Linked DNA regions of Mus musculus: all the other regions are linked to region 2. Evidence: chromatin contacts called from public Hi-C and HiChIP or PLAC-seq data. All regions are on one chromosome and are shown on one strand. Each heading gives the region's core, a stretch centred on a gene start, on an enhancer-like site or on the middle of the called end of the contact. The rest is flanking DNA. Distances are from core to core; before and after follow the strand shown. Region 1 has its middle 23 kb from the start of Trim8. Region 2 overlaps As3mt (arsenite methyltransferase). Region 3 has its middle 24 kb from the start of Ina. Region 4 holds the start of Wbp1l (WW domain binding protein 1 like). Region 5 overlaps Cnnm2 (cyclin M2).

Region 1 (2,700 bases), core at 103-2,602, 220 kb after region 2:
GGCATGGACCTGTGGAAATACAGTCTGTAACCAGCAACCAGACCTCCACACATCAGGGGCAGCTGAGAAAAAAACAGTTAAGTCAGTATCCTTTTGCCCCAGAAACAACTTATTTATTAATCTTACTTAACCTTGGCAAGGACACTATTAACTGGAGATACTGAGTTACTTGTCCAAGATCTCACAAGAAGGAGACAGAGGAGTCAAGGCCGGCTCACTGGGCATGGTGGTGCATACCTTTAATCCCAGCATTCCAGAGGCAGAGAGAGGCTGGCAGATCTCCAATTTCAAGGCTAGCCTAGTCTACAAAGAGAGTTCTGAAACACTTACACAGCTACACACACAAAAAATATCACCACCACCATCATCATCGTAATATCGATAAAAGACAGGCTCACATTATGTTATTCTGGCTGGCCCAAACCCACTATGTAGACCAGAGTGGCCTCAGACTTACAGAGATCCTCCTGCCTCTACGCTGGCACTAACCCAGTTCCTTTTTGACTTCCAAAGCTGTGATCTTAGAAGCCCAGAAAGAAGGCTGGAGGGCTGGCTTGGTGTGTAAGAGCACTGGCTGTTCTTGCAAAGCACCCAGGTGCACACAGTGCACCGACATAGATACAGGCAAAACACCAATATGTGAAAAATAAAACAACAGCAATCTTTTAAAAAATTAAAAAATAAAAAAAGTTGTTTTGAAAGAAAGAACACAGGAATCCCCTTCACAAAGAACTACAGAGCAATTTCCTTCCTTAGTGTGAAGTGCGGTGTTCCAGGGACAAAAAGCCCTTGCTAAAGAAATTAAATATTAATGACAGAATTTTAGAGAGCAAATGGGGTGCAGGAGTGGGCAGAAGTCTTGGCTGGGGTACCTGAAGCTGGGGGGCTGGGGACCAAACAAACTGTTGCCTCTTCTAGTGATTGGCTGAGTGGATTCTGCTAAGTAGTCACCACAGCCACGTGCTTCCAACAAGGAGCGTGGAGCACCCAGGAAACGTGCTCCCAACAAGGAGTGAGTGTGGAGCACCCAGGAGCCGGAGCCCGCATGCAGCTTGGGCTCCTGCTGGCTCCTCGTTTGGAAGCCCTGGCTCTCCATCAGGACCATCAGTGGCTAGGAGCACCTGGAGGACAGGCCTCCAAGGCACAGTAAGGTGGGCCAGGGATGACCTCACTCGGCCTTTGGACCTTCCCCTAGCTGCTGCTCCCAAGGCCACCAGCACAGGGCGCCAAACAGGAACCAGCCCCACCCTTAAAAACAAAAGAAAGCAGCTGGGCTCAGCTGGGAGCGGGTTCTGGGCTAAGTCTGTTGCTTCCAGTCTGAACCAGAGATTGGCCAAGTTTGATCTAGGTCATTGGAGCAGCAGTCCTGACCGTCCACTCTGACTTCCCGAAGGGAGGGGAGGAAAAAGAGCGGCTTGCAGGACAGACACGCCCCCTCCACACACCCACAGCTTCTGCCTGCTGAGCAGTCTTGAAAACTAGAGCCCAAAGAGGCCTGTCATCTGTCTCCATTTTCCTCCTTCGGACCCACATTGGACAGACTTCACACACTGGCTAGCATATCCTGGCCTTTTCTTTCAGTCAGGTATCCATGTGTAGGGCACAAACTTCACATTCATCCTTAGGAATGGCTTATCTGTGTCACTAGCTCCTCCCCGCCTGCTTTCCCCATCCCATCTCCGTACACTCTTCAGAGCCCACCAGCCTCCCTCCCTGTCTTACTTGCACCAAAAGGTCAGAATCAGGGAAGAACAACAGTCCCCACATCAGCCCCCATACACAGAACGTGGCTGATCTGGGGCTTTCCAGTCCGATGGGCTGGGACTTCCCTTAAGCTCCCAGATGACAGAGCTAAAGCAGTTTCCCTGCCACAGATGGCTTTTTGGAAAAGAGGGGATCATCTTTGGTTGCCACCAGTAGCCCATCCTGAAGCCAGAAGACTGACTTAATCCAGCCCGACTCTTCCCCTCAATACACCGAGCCCCCGAGATAGATTTCATCCTGACTCGCTCTCGGCCTCTCTCCACCCTAAGACCTGCAAGAACTAGCAGGGCAGTGAGTTGGGCAGAGAGAGAGTGGGAGGGAGCAGGATTCATTCCGCGGCTGGGATATGCTGATCCAGGCAGGAGGCGGGGCCTGCACAGCTGCAGGCAGCCCCCCTGCCCTGAGCCCGTGAATGGGCATGCACCCTCCCGCCTGCCTGAACTGCTCCTGAAACAGTTGGTCCTAATGAACACTGCGCAGGCAGGGCAGCTGTGGGCATTATCCATATGCATGGGAGGTGTATATTTATCCTCACATCCCACTCCACTCTGCAGCTGCCGCCATCTCCTGTGCCAGGAGAGTGAGCGGGTACCAGGGCCCAGGCTGCTCTTCCCACCCCCACCCCACGTCCTAGCCTTCCCTGGCTAACCCACACCACAGCCTCCACTTGACCCATTTAGAGGCAGAAGTGCGTGTGTGTGTGTGTGTGTGTGTGTGTGTGCGCGCGCGTTTGTACGCACTCAAATGTGTGAGTGTATTTGAGAGCGAGTGTAAGACAGTGCGCACACATCCAGTTGGCGCTTTTGATTTCCTCTGAAGCCTCTTGATTGCAGGCACACAATGGCATCTTGCTGCCTGCCCTGCTCCCTCAGCAGCCTGGGGTTCTGTGCTGCCTCCTCCCTAGAGCTGAGATTTTTCTGCTGACTCTGGGCACAG
Region 2 (2,700 bases), core at 200-2,699:
GTAGCTGGGCACATAAGGGACTTTAGAGCCAGCAGCCTGAGTTGAATCAGGGTTCCTGAGACAAAGAGGGCGGGACAAAACTGTCTGTCAAAGTCAGTATGAGGGCACTCAGAATTCTGGAATGTCCCATTGGGAACATATCTCTTTTGAAAAAGATGAATCTGCCCTTAGAACTCACCCCAGTGTTCTATGGGCCTAAGCATCCTCAGACTCCCTAATTAAACACCTCTGAGGCCATGCTAACCTCACCTCTTCCTCTAGTGCCCAAATTCTCCTTTGCTGGGATCTCAGAATGACCAAGATTTTCTCACCAAAGCTTCTGTTGTTGAAGGCTGTTCCTTGCTCGTTTTTGAGGCCAGGTCTCACATACCCCAGGCTGGCTCACACTCTCTGTGGAGCTGGGGAGGGAGGACCTGTGCTTCTGGTCCTCCCAGCTCTACCTCCGAGTGCTGGGGCCTTAGGTTGTGCTGCCTCTCCTGGTTTCGCCTGGTACTGGAGAGCAAACGCAGAGCTTCCTGCCTAGACTACCAGGCAAGTATTCTACCAGCTGGACTGTGCCCTGGCCCCAGGGTTTACGTCTGATTTATCAGATCCTGATAAGGACCTGTGTCCCGTCATTGATTCTTCCTTTAATCCTCATAACTTCTTTAATATGGGCCCTAGAAGCAAACCCAGCATTTCCCTAAAGGTTTAATGAGAGCACCTTACAAGGGGAGAGAAATCCTGTTTGGATCTCTTAGCTTTCCTTTTTTCAAAAACATCACTTAAGACAGATGACGGGGGGGGGGGGGGGGGCTGGAGAGATGACTCAGCAGTTAAGAGAACTGACTGCTCTTCAAGAGGTCCTGTGTTCAAATCCCTGTGTTATTGTGTTATGACCCATGGGATCTGATTCCCTCTTCTGGTGTGTGTGAAAACAGAATATATATATATATATATATATATATTTTTTTTTTTTTTTTTTTTGGTTTTTTGAGACAGGGTTTCTCTGTATAGCCCTGGCTGTCCTGGAACTCACTCTGTAGATCAGGCTGGCCTCGAACTCAAAGATCCGCCTGCCTCTGCCTCCCAAGTGCTGGGATTAAAGGCGTGTGCCACCATGCCCGGCATAAAATATTTTTAAAAAGACAAACTACAGACATCCATTGTGGTATCAATTATCAAGGTGAACTGAAGTCAAATTTATTTTTTATTTGTTTTCTTTTTCATTCAGTTACAGAGAAAAAAATTGCAGACAGCAACCTAAAGAATACTCCTAGCAAATTTGAGTTGACAATCTTTTGTCATGGTTAGCATAAATTTAGTAAGTACTGTGCTTCCTGGTAACCACAGAGAAGAACCCAGAGGTGTCCTGTGGTAGGCCAGAAGGAAGATAATTCTCACAACGTTGATGATGCCTTTGGCCCTTTGAGTAAACCTTGGGCTTCCAAGTTCTACTTCTGACCACTAGGTGGCACCAGAACTCTGAGATAGAGAAATAGAAAAGCAGGCGATTTGCTGTGAACCTTCAATTAACATCCTCTAAAAGTCACTCTTATTCTTAGCAGTGGTCTAGCTTGTGGTGGCTTTGCCACCTTCACATAATCTGTGCACTGGCGAAGAGCAGGCTAAGAAGCCTCTGTGACTGTCCTTTAGCCACCCTCTTGAGCCCGGTGGGCTCCGCGCTGGCTGTAGATCTAGCAGTTTTTCCTCTTGCCACAGCAGCCTCCCGTGCCTTCAGGTGCATGTCTGGGCTTCATCTTGTCAGAGTCCTCTGCAAGCTTGAATGGATCTCTGATTAGAACCTGTCAAAAGACAAAGCAGAATGAGCATACAGAGGGGCACTGAAGCACCCCAACATTGATATTTCTGTTTGATGTGGGCTGATTTATCAAGGAAAGAGAAAATGTTAACCCTGTCCACCCTTGGAGGAGCACTGCCATCCTTTTGGGAGCACTGTCACCCTTGGAGGAGCACTGCCACCCTTTTGGGAGCACTGTCACCCTTGGAGGAGCACTGCCACCCTTGCGGGAGCACTGCCACTCTAGAATACAAATAACCTTTTAAGATAAGCCTTGTGGTACATAAATCTGTCCCCTACCTCAGCAATGTAGAAGTGGAGGCAGAAGGATCTGGACTTAAGATCATCTTTGATTGAATAGTGAGTTGGAGGCCAGCCTGGGCTACAAGTTAAGGAACAAAAGATGACTCTATGTTCTGGAAGCTCTAATTAGATTATCAGTCACTCTTCCAGGGTAACCTTTACTTTGTTCAAGAAAGGGAGGATTAATTTTTGGGTTTGTTGTTGTTGTTTTTGTTTCTTTTGAGACAGAGTTCCATGTAGCCCAGGCTGGCTTCCAACTCACAATGATACTAAGAGAATGTTGAGGGTATATACACATACACACACACACCCCACACACCCCAATTCATGCTGTGCTGGGGACTGAACCCAGGCTCTGTGCACGCAGACGAGAACTTTACCAGCTGAACTAGAACTCCACCCCAAAAGCGACTTTTATTGTTGTTCTGAGATTGTCTTACACTGAAACCTAGGTCGGCCTGGAACTCTTGGTGATCCTCCTGCCTCAGTTTCTTAAGTGCTGAAGCTACCATAGCCTGCTTAAAAGTAGTCTCTGCTGGGCCAGGGAAGCTGATTTCCCCCAATTGATTCCATGAGATTCCATGAGATGAGATCCTCATGAGCAAGCGCCTTTTACC
Region 3 (2,700 bases), core at 4-2,503, 250 kb before region 2:
TGGGTGGTTATGAGCCACCATGTGGTTGCTGGGACCTTTGGAAGAGCAGTCAGTGCTCTTACCCACTGAGCCATCTCACCAGCCCAGCTCTAGTGTTTTTTTGTTTTTTTTTTGTTTTTTCTTTCTGAGACAGGGTTTCTCTGTATAGCCCTGGCTGTCCTGAAACTCACTTCGTAGACCAGGCTTGCCTTGAACTCAGAAATCCGCCTGCCTCTGCCTCCTGAGTGCTGGGATTAAAGGCGTGCGCCACCACGCCCAGCCAGCTCTAGTGCCCTTAAGCTCATTGTAAATCTGAAGATTTCTGTGTCTTTTATCTGGGAACAATATGGTCTGAAGTGGAGTAGAAACCCCTTAATATTCAAAGACAACAAGGGGGTGTAGCAACCCCAGAATAATAATTATCACAACAAAACATAATTGAGAGCGTGTATGGGCAAGTACCCAGCTCTGGTTCTGGCCCTCATTAAGCACTCAAAAGTATGATTCTTTAAAAATATACATAGTCGGACTGGAGAGATGGCTCAGTAGTTAAGAGCACTGACTGCTCTTCCAGAGGTCCTGAGTTCAATTCCCAGCAACCACACAGTGGCTCATCTGTAATGGGTATCAATGCCCTCTTCTGGTGTGTCTGAAGTGTGCACATCATATTAAAAAAAAATCTTAAAAAAAAAAGAATATATGTAGTTAGCTCAGGCTCTGAAAACTGTTCGAACAGTTTTGTAAAACGGGAATTATATATACATATATATATATATACACATATATATGTGTATGTGTATATATATATGTGTATATATATATGTATATATATATATATATATACACCTCTATAGTTTAGAAATAACTCATACAGGCAACTAACCCAATAAAGGAGACATTGAAGAAAGTTTGGGGAGATTTGGGCTGATTAGGGTCAGGGTTCTTTTGGACGAGTCAGGATCTGAACAGGATTTTGCTAAAGATTTAAAGTACGGATGAGTACCACTTATGAAGTACAAAGACATAAGCCACACAGAGAGCAGACTGGCTCTTGGCTGGGATTGAGCCTAAGGCTGTTTCGGGGGCAAGGAGTTTAAGGTTTTTCCAGGAGTTACCCAGTGAGCCCAGAGAAAGACTGGTGGCCGGTCTCTGTGCAGTTGGTAAATTTACCACTAGGGGGCAGTGTTGACCAACAGCTTGTCCCTTGCCCAACTTAGGATTTGAGCCAAGGTCTTGGTTAGTGGAACACTTTGAATAGAGGTCGCAGTGCTGATCATTGCAAGCAGAGCCTGCGTGGTGAGTGTCAGGACCTAAAGGTCAGGAGTTGAAATGTATTACTCAAGGTTTTAAGAAATCTATTTATTTGTTTTTGGTTTTTTTTTGTTTTGGTTTTGGTTTGGTTTGGTTTGGTTTTGTTTGGGTTTTTTTTTTTTTTTTTTTTTTGGTTTTTCGAGACAGGGTTTCTCTGTATAGCCCTGGCTGTCCTGGAACTCACTTTGTAGACCAGGCTGGTCTCGAACTCAGAAATCCGCCTGCCTCTGCCTCCCAAGTGCTGGGATTAAAGGCGTGTGCCACCACGCCCGGCTAGTTATTTGTTTTTTAATTTTTGCGATCTCACTATGTAGCACTTGATTGACCTACAACTTGCCACGGTGACCAGATGGCACTGAGCTCACAGAGAGATCTGTCTGCTTCTGTGTCTTGAGTGCTGGGATTAAAGGCACGAGACACCACACTCCCCTTCCTTCCTTCCTTCCTTCCTCCTTCCTTCCTTCCTTCCTCCTTCCTTCCTTCCTTCCTTCCTTCCTTCCTTCCTTTCTCTCTCTCTCTCTCTCTTTCTTTCTTTTAAAGATTTATTTATTTTTATTATATGTAAGTACACTGTAGCTGTCTTCAGACACTCCAGAAGAAGGAGTCAGATCTCTTTATGGATGGTTGTAAGCCACCATGTGGTTGCTGGGATTTGAACTTCGGACCTTCGGAAGAGCAGTCAGGTGCTCTTACCCACTGAGCCATTCCCTGCCACCCCCCACTTTCTTTTAAAACTATTGATATGTTTGCATGTATCTGTCTGGTGTGTCTGTGTGTTTGTGTGTGCATGCACGTGTGTTTTCATGTCTGTGAGTGTGGGCACCACACCTGCCCTGGCTCACATGTAGAGATCAGAAACAACTTTGGATGTTGGTCTTTGCATCCCATCTTGTTTGAAATAGGGTCTCTTGTTCTCTGGTGCAACCCTAGGGTAAGTGGCCCACAAGCGTCTGGGAATTCTTCTGTCTGTGTTGCTGTAGAAATGCTAGGATGATGCACTGTAGGGCATATGGGAGCTTGTTACCAGGCAGGCATGAGAAGTGGTCAGGCTGAGTGAGCGCAAGTCCCAGGGATCTCGGGATTGAGACCGGCAGGAGCGGAGCCGTTCCCTGCCGCCTCTACCTGCCCTGGAACAGAAACCACAACACCCCACTGAGGACCGTGGTGATCAGTCATGTGGCATAAAAAACCTCAAGTACTCCACACTAATGAGGTACCTAGATAAGCCCCTGAGGGTTCAGCCAATTAGCTTCCCTTCCTGTGCACTCCTTCCCGCAAAAGGTATTTGATCCCCGGTTCACCCTGAGTGAAGTGTATGCAATTAATATCCACCATCAAATAAACCAATATGACCAAGCAAGCTGCGGGGAAGGCCTTCATCTTAAAGAGCCTCGCCTAAACTCCCGAAGA
Region 4 (2,700 bases), core at 173-2,672, 140 kb after region 2:
CACTTGAAAAAAAAAAAATCTTATCAAATCACAGAGCTCGGCAGAGGATCAAGAGTTCAAGCCCTGCCTGACCTACATTGCAAGATCCTGTCTCAAACAAAACAAAACTCAATTATTTTGGGGTTTTGGGTGTTTTTCTTGTTTTGTTTCTTGAAGAGGATATTCGGGAGAAAAATAAGATACGTATGTGAAAGGGCTGCCCTTGAGCTCTAAGGGGAAAGGTAAGAATTCTGCTAACAATTTCTGCTCTTCAGCGTGATGTGACGTGCTAAGCTGCACAGGCTGTCCCTGTGCCTGTGGAAAACAGACAATGATGGGAAGAAAGGGGAGAAACCAAAGGAAACGATAGAAGCTTTGCCAGATTTAACAGGGGAGGGGTGATTCCCCCTACAGCACCCCACCCAATCTGGCACCAAGAGTAACGCTTCAATTAGGGTTTCGAAACGCCAGCCCAAGCTAGAATCAGCATAAGCAGGCATCTCGGCCCTGGACTCAGGAAGAGCAAGCCACCCAGCAAGAAAAGCTAGGGTGCTCCACTTGCTGCCGATATTGGCATCGGAACCACCCTCTGCTCAAAAGCCCTGAGCTGGCTCGCTCGGATCAGCACTAGTGACTTCTTCCCAGGACAGCTAGCCTAACAGCACGGTTTTCTCACACTCAAATGTGCCCCTCCTCCTGAGGGGTTACTACTTCATCCCTACTATCTCCCAAGAACCTTACCTCCAGCAACAGCCCACCAACGTACTATGCCTTACAGCATTAAAAATAAGAGTCAGGATGCCCTCAGAACTTTTCCTTTGTCCAGCCTGAAATAAATACCATGCTGAGCCCTCCTCCCTCTGGGGCCAGTGCAGTAACCTGGGATCCCAGCACACACTGGTGTGCACACAGTCTCTGGCTCCGGACTCTACTGCGGAGCAGAAATAGGGCCCACGGGCGCCAGTGTGCGGCGATCTCCGCGAAGAGTCCTCCAGAGCACCTACCATAACTACCCTCTCAAAGGACCCTCAAGTCGCCTGGCACCATTGCCTCTGCCACCTTCTTGACATCCAACTCGTCACAGGTGTCCCTCAGCTAAACATCAACACCCCCACCCTTCACCTGGTCCACCTTAGCCATGGGCTTCCCTCCCGAAAACACTCAACTCCTTGCAAACAAACCTCTTTGAGACCCCCCTCCAACCAGGCCTCGACCGCCCCAGACCCCCAAGCTAGCCCAGAAGCCCTCCCCTTACCTGCGGGGGCTCAGCCCTCACTGACAGGGGGCTGGGCAGCGCCTGGAGGAGCAGGAGCGCCATGCCACCCAGGAGCCTTCTCCTCTCCATCCCCCTCCTGCTCCTGCTCCTCCGCCACGGCGCCGCCACCCCTCCTCCTCCCTCTCTTCTTCCCTCTGCTTCCTCCTTCCCTTCTTTTCCTGTTTCGCTCTGCCCTCCCGCTTCCGGCTCGGCTCCACCCCGCCCCAGGCAAAGGGCCCGCCCAGATGCAGGGGAGGGTCTCCAGCTCCCGCGCCTCATTGGCTCCTACTTTCTGTCCATTGGTCAAAAGAACTGTGAGTCAAATACCAGTCCCAGCCACCCTCGTGCTAGGTGATTTGGCCAATGAAAAGTGGGAGGAAGCTGGGCCATCTTGAATGCTGCGAGGTGCAGAAAAGTGCAGAGCGCCCCGCCCCGCAGAGAGTGGCGGAAGTAACAGGAGCTAGGGACACGACCACCCGGATGCATTGAAAAGGTTTACAGTATTTCAGTCATTTTGAGTGTGGCGGAAATGTTATGTTCCCACAGTTAAGTGGAGGTAAAAGAAAGAAAGAAAAAAAAAAGTGGTGAGGTATAATGATTCTAAAGCGTGCTTCCAACTGCAGTCTATAAGCCTTTGGTGCTTTTTGTATTAAAATAAGTAGAGGTAAAAGAAAGAAAGAAAAAAAAGTAGTGAGATATAATGATTCTAAAGCGTGCTTCCAACTGCAGTCTATAAGCCTTTGGTGCTTTTTGTATTAAATTACAGGAAGCCCTATTATCAGGATCCTTTTTCCAAGCTCACTACCCAAGCAGCAGCTTTGAGTCATTTGAGTCCCCTATTAAATAGCACCTCTCTTAGCGATAGTGCTCTGCTACCCCCAAGTTTCAAGGACAAAACTCTTCAGACCCTACTCAGAAATAGCTCTGAGACCCACCAATCATTGCTTCATCCATGTTATCTTCCGGCTAAATGAAAATGGCTTCCCTTTGCCCCTCCACACACCGCAAGGACAATACTAGTCCACACAAACCCACACATCACCATGTAGCTGCTTCAATTTGAGAATTCTTGTCCAACAGGGCAGGAGGATGTATCACTCTGTGGTAAATGGCTTGCATGGGCAAGGCCCTGAGTTCAGACCCTGGTATGGGCCATAAGGAACAGAGAAAGGGAAGAGATAGAGGGAGGAAGAGAGGGAAAAAGAAAGAAAAAATTACACTTCAATTAGTTACAGGATGTACTTGGCTAGTTTTTGATGTAGGGTCTCTTCCTGTTGTCCATACAAGCCAGAAACTAGGTAACTCAGGCTGTCCTCAAAGTTGTGTTAGTAGTTCCCATGCAAAGCCCTCCTGCTCATTATAACTGCTGTTCAACACCTTACAGGCCAACTCAACTAAATGGATAAGGGTTTGGCAGCGGGTGGGGGTGTGGCTGCTGCCGAACCGACCTTGGCTTTCTAGGAGGG
Region 5 (2,700 bases), core at 99-2,598, 130 kb before region 2:
CATGCCTTCCCACATGTCCCAAGGACTGAGGGCTTTATTTTACTGCTTTGTGTCAGGACAAGGTCTCAACCTAGAGCCCTGGCTGGCCTGGAACTTGTTCTGTAGGCCACTCTGGCCTCAGTCTCACTGCAGACCTCCATCTCTGTTTCCCCAGTAGACAGCTGACTCTCCATTTACATGTGAACATGTGCGCCGGCCATAGCACATACGTGGGGAACAGAGGGCAACACGTGGGAGTCGTTCTCAAGTCACCAGGCTTGGTGGCAAGCACCTTTACCTGCGATTTCCTCTTGAGCAGACACAGGCAGGCCTTAATGTCCTGTACTGATCGGACATCTCAGTGAACACACAGACCCCCAGACCCAGGTCAGCCTTTGAAATGAATGATGGGGGCCTCCTGGTGAATGGTCAGCTCTTTGCTGCCTTTTGTTGTTATTTTTTTCAGTTGGTTTGAAAGGTCTCTTATGGTCTAGGGTTAACCTCAAACTTACTACTTAGCTCAGGCTAGCCTCATGGTCCTCCCACCTCCTTCACAAGGGCTGGAACTAGTGTGGCCACCATTCCCAGCCTTTTGCTATCCTGTTCTTCGTGGATTTTCCCTACACTACTGTTCACTGTGAGCGAGGCTAGTGTTCAGGTTTAAATAACCAGTCATCAGCAAAAGTGTGTTGCTCTCATCAGTTTACAGAGATGCCTTAAAAATAGGGGTCTGTTAACCTACGCTAACTCGAGACACATAGTCCCAGAACAGTCACAATGATAATACCTTCCTGTGACATAATGTTTCTTCCTGTTGTTCTGTTTTCACACTTTTGAGACAAGGTCTGTGTAGACTACGCTGACTCTGAACTTGTAGCCATTCACCCACCTTTCCCTTGTATTTTAAGGTCACAGCACACTGTCTGCACAGCACCTCATTGTGTCCTCCTGGATATTATGGGACACCAAGGGCTTTTCCTCAGTGTCACCACACAGTGGGAAGGAAGATCACTTTCAAGTTCATAACAAAGACCTTCTAGGAGGGACCACGCAGGCTCATGTGCACACTCAGGGACAATGTCCCTTAGGACAGCAAAGCCTGCACGAGAGAGCAAGGAATCTTGACAGCTTACTGGCTTTTTAACGCTTACATCCTTATGCCAGTCACACTGCTGCGTGGGACAGCAGGGGAAGACAGATGTCACAAAGACAAACTTGCCTGAAGGGTTGCCATTGCTGTTACATTTTTTTTTTTTTTCAGTTTGACAACCTTCCTTTAAAAAGGACTGTGGTTAGCTTTGGCCGTTGTAAATGTTTCCTTGTACAGAATGTCCTTTTGTATTCTGGCCACCAGGTGGCACCACAGCACCTCCGTTTACCTGCCTAATCTACTCCTGGCCAGGGCAGGCAAGCAATAGCAAAGTTGGGTGCTGACACCCCTGCAGGCCCCTCAGACTCTCAGAGAACTTGCTCAATCCCCGTGGTGGCATAACCACGCACCACAAGCAGCCAGCTCTCTAGACAAACAGTAGCAGCAAACTCCCTCAGCCTCTGGGAGATGTAACGGAAAATCCCCAGAAGAGCTACTCTGTGTGATAGACTTAGAATGACTTGGAATGGAGACCAGGGAACACTTCCCAAAACAGGCGGGGCAGGGGGGGGGTGGCCGGGGGGGAGGGGATGTAACAGACACAAGGCTTCTGGAAGTGCTAAGCTTCTAAAAAGTTCTAAAGCTAACTAGCAACTCAGCAGACCCCAGCGCACACACCCACAGAAGACACGCAGCTTCCGCAGGTGCCTCTAACAGGAAATAGCCTTCGGATGGTTAATCTAAGGGTTAGCATCCCTTGAGTTTACAGTCGCCATGGCAACACACCTCTGGTATGTCTCTTGAGAGTACTTCCAGGGAGGTAAATGGGAAAGACACACTCCTGAGAGTGTGGGGACACAGTCCACAGACCGGGGCTCTGGACTGATTTAAAATGAGGGCGGGCGCTGAGCAGCAGCACTCCTCCCTTCTTCCGTAGCCTCAGGTGGCCTTAGTGCATTGCTCAACCATCAGATGAGGGAACTGCAAGCACATAGTAGGGATGGGAAGGAAGCACACCCACGCAGAGCCCAGATGACCATGGCAGCACAACCCGGGCAGAGGAAAACAGAGTCAGCCCACTACATCCTGTGTCCTACAACGTTCGAGAAGTGAGGGGGGACCTCTGGGGGACAGCGATTCAGAGGAGGATGCTTACTCTCTCCTCTCTCTATCACTAAGGCCTTAATAGTCTGCCTCTCCTAGTGTGTACAGCTGTGTTCGCTGGGTGTGGAGACCTATGAAGGCGTATACCCGGGATGGGTACAGCTTCTGTCTCTATGATGCGCATCAACGAGAACCGATTCATGCTGGGCTCAGGGGAGACTGAGGGAGAAGGGCTGCGTCTTCCTGAAACAGATGCCGGGGCTACTCACCTGGAGAGGCTGTGAGGGCCATCACACCATAGTAGGAGAAAGCGCTGGCTTCAAACTTCATGCCTTCTTTCCCAGCTTCCACCTCCACCTTCCCCTGTGGGAAGAAAAGGTGTGACTTCAGCTTCAACGACACAGAAAGCTAGTCCTCCCTGGGCTTGGCCACACTCCTCTCCAATGATCCCAAGAAAGACAAGCTCTGGAAAATAAAGGGGCGGGCATATTCATCTAAACTAGAGAACTGTGTTAGGCTGGACCTCT

What was found. Hi-C and Micro-C count contacts between places; a contact is called where the count stands out from the background. HiChIP or PLAC-seq counts read pairs in DNA pulled down with a chosen protein or histone mark.
Region 1: a contact with region 2 is called in an H3K4me3 HiChIP or PLAC-seq map of bone marrow-derived macrophages, with 3 times the contacts expected there. The contact joins two enhancer-like sites. A contact is called at or near these places in 3 of 484 Hi-C or Micro-C datasets (embryonic stem cells, growing oocytes and undifferentiated spermatogonia) and 1 of 115 datasets of contacts at active chromatin or transcription factors (bone marrow-derived macrophages).
Region 3: a contact with region 2 is called in a Hi-C map of bone marrow-derived macrophages, with 35 read pairs. The contact joins two enhancer-like sites. A contact is called at or near these places in 3 of 15 datasets of contacts at CTCF or cohesin (the NIH/3T3 cell line, embryonic stem cells and large pre-B cells), 108 of 484 Hi-C or Micro-C datasets (the 4T1 cell line, the AtT-20 cell line, B cells and 71 more), 16 of 115 datasets of contacts at active chromatin or transcription factors (the HPC-7 cell line, T-cell acute lymphoblastic leukemia, acute myeloid leukemia and 11 more) and 1 of 9 other capture datasets (embryonic stem cells).
Region 4: a Hi-C map of bone marrow-derived macrophages shows a contact between it and region 2, with 57 read pairs. The contact joins the promoter of Wbp1l here to the enhancer-like site in region 2. A contact is called at or near these places in 20 of 39 promoter capture datasets (the 3T3-L1 cell line, 3T3-L1-derived adipocytes, the C10 cell line and 15 more), 9 of 15 datasets of contacts at CTCF or cohesin (CD8 T cells, the G1E-ER4 cell line, the NIH/3T3 cell line and 5 more), 268 of 484 Hi-C or Micro-C datasets (3T3-L1-derived adipocytes, the 4T1 cell line, the 63-12 cell line and 145 more), 47 of 115 datasets of contacts at active chromatin or transcription factors (CD4 T cells, CD4 single positive thymocytes, CD8 T cells and 37 more) and 6 of 9 other capture datasets (adipose tissue, embryonic stem cells, embryonic tail and 3 more).
Region 5: a contact with region 2 is called in a Hi-C map of bone marrow-derived macrophages, with 7 times the contacts expected there. The contact joins two enhancer-like sites. A contact is called at or near these places in 2 of 39 promoter capture datasets (hippocampal neurons and neural stem cells), 8 of 15 datasets of contacts at CTCF or cohesin (CD8 T cells, the NIH/3T3 cell line, embryonic stem cells and 3 more), 129 of 484 Hi-C or Micro-C datasets (3T3-L1-derived adipocytes, the AML12 cell line, B cells and 79 more), 9 of 115 datasets of contacts at active chromatin or transcription factors (CD8 T cells, the HPC-7 cell line, bone marrow-derived dendritic cells and 6 more) and 4 of 9 other capture datasets (adipose tissue, embryonic trunk, liver and 1 more).

Annotation. Positions count from the first base shown.
Region 1 is chr19:46,523,438-46,526,137 of GRCm38.p6, reverse strand. No RefSeq gene overlaps it. Among named protein-coding and RNA genes, the nearest start is that of Trim8, 23 kb to the right of the region's middle. Within about 2 kb of position 1,352, at least 254 of the 459 cell types and tissues checked have an H3K27ac peak or open chromatin away from gene starts, as enhancers often do. A contact at or near this core is called in bone marrow-derived macrophages, where this site is marked.
Region 2 is chr19:46,739,545-46,742,244 of GRCm38.p6, reverse strand. It overlaps As3mt (arsenite methyltransferase), which reads right to left. Exons shown (of 11, transcript NM_020577.3): 11 at 1,150-1,784. The coding sequence ends at 1,677. Among named protein-coding and RNA genes, the nearest start is that of Cnnm2, 21 kb to the left of the region's middle. Within about 2 kb of position 1,449, at least 8 of the 459 cell types and tissues checked have an H3K27ac peak or open chromatin away from gene starts, as enhancers often do. A contact at or near this core is called in CD8 T cells, the P5424 cell line and bone marrow-derived macrophages, where this site is marked.
Region 3 is chr19:46,989,809-46,992,508 of GRCm38.p6, reverse strand. It overlaps a transcript of Nt5c2 not described here. Among named protein-coding and RNA genes, the nearest start is that of Ina, 24 kb to the left of the region's middle. Within about 2 kb of position 1,253, at least 15 of the 459 cell types and tissues checked have an H3K27ac peak or open chromatin away from gene starts, as enhancers often do. A contact at or near this core is called in bone marrow-derived macrophages, where this site is marked.
Region 4 is chr19:46,597,828-46,600,527 of GRCm38.p6, reverse strand. It overlaps Wbp1l (WW domain binding protein 1 like), which reads right to left and starts at 1,422. Exons shown (of 5, transcript NM_001177812.1): 1 at 1,235-1,422. The coding sequence starts at 1,324.
Region 5 is chr19:46,868,374-46,871,073 of GRCm38.p6, reverse strand. It overlaps Cnnm2 (cyclin M2), which reads right to left. Exons shown (of 8, transcript NM_033569.3): 5 at 2,443-2,536. Among named protein-coding and RNA genes, the nearest start is that of Nt5c2, 93 kb to the left of the region's middle. Within about 2 kb of position 1,348, at least 74 of the 459 cell types and tissues checked have an H3K27ac peak or open chromatin away from gene starts, as enhancers often do. A contact at or near this core is called in CD8 T cells and bone marrow-derived macrophages, where this site is marked.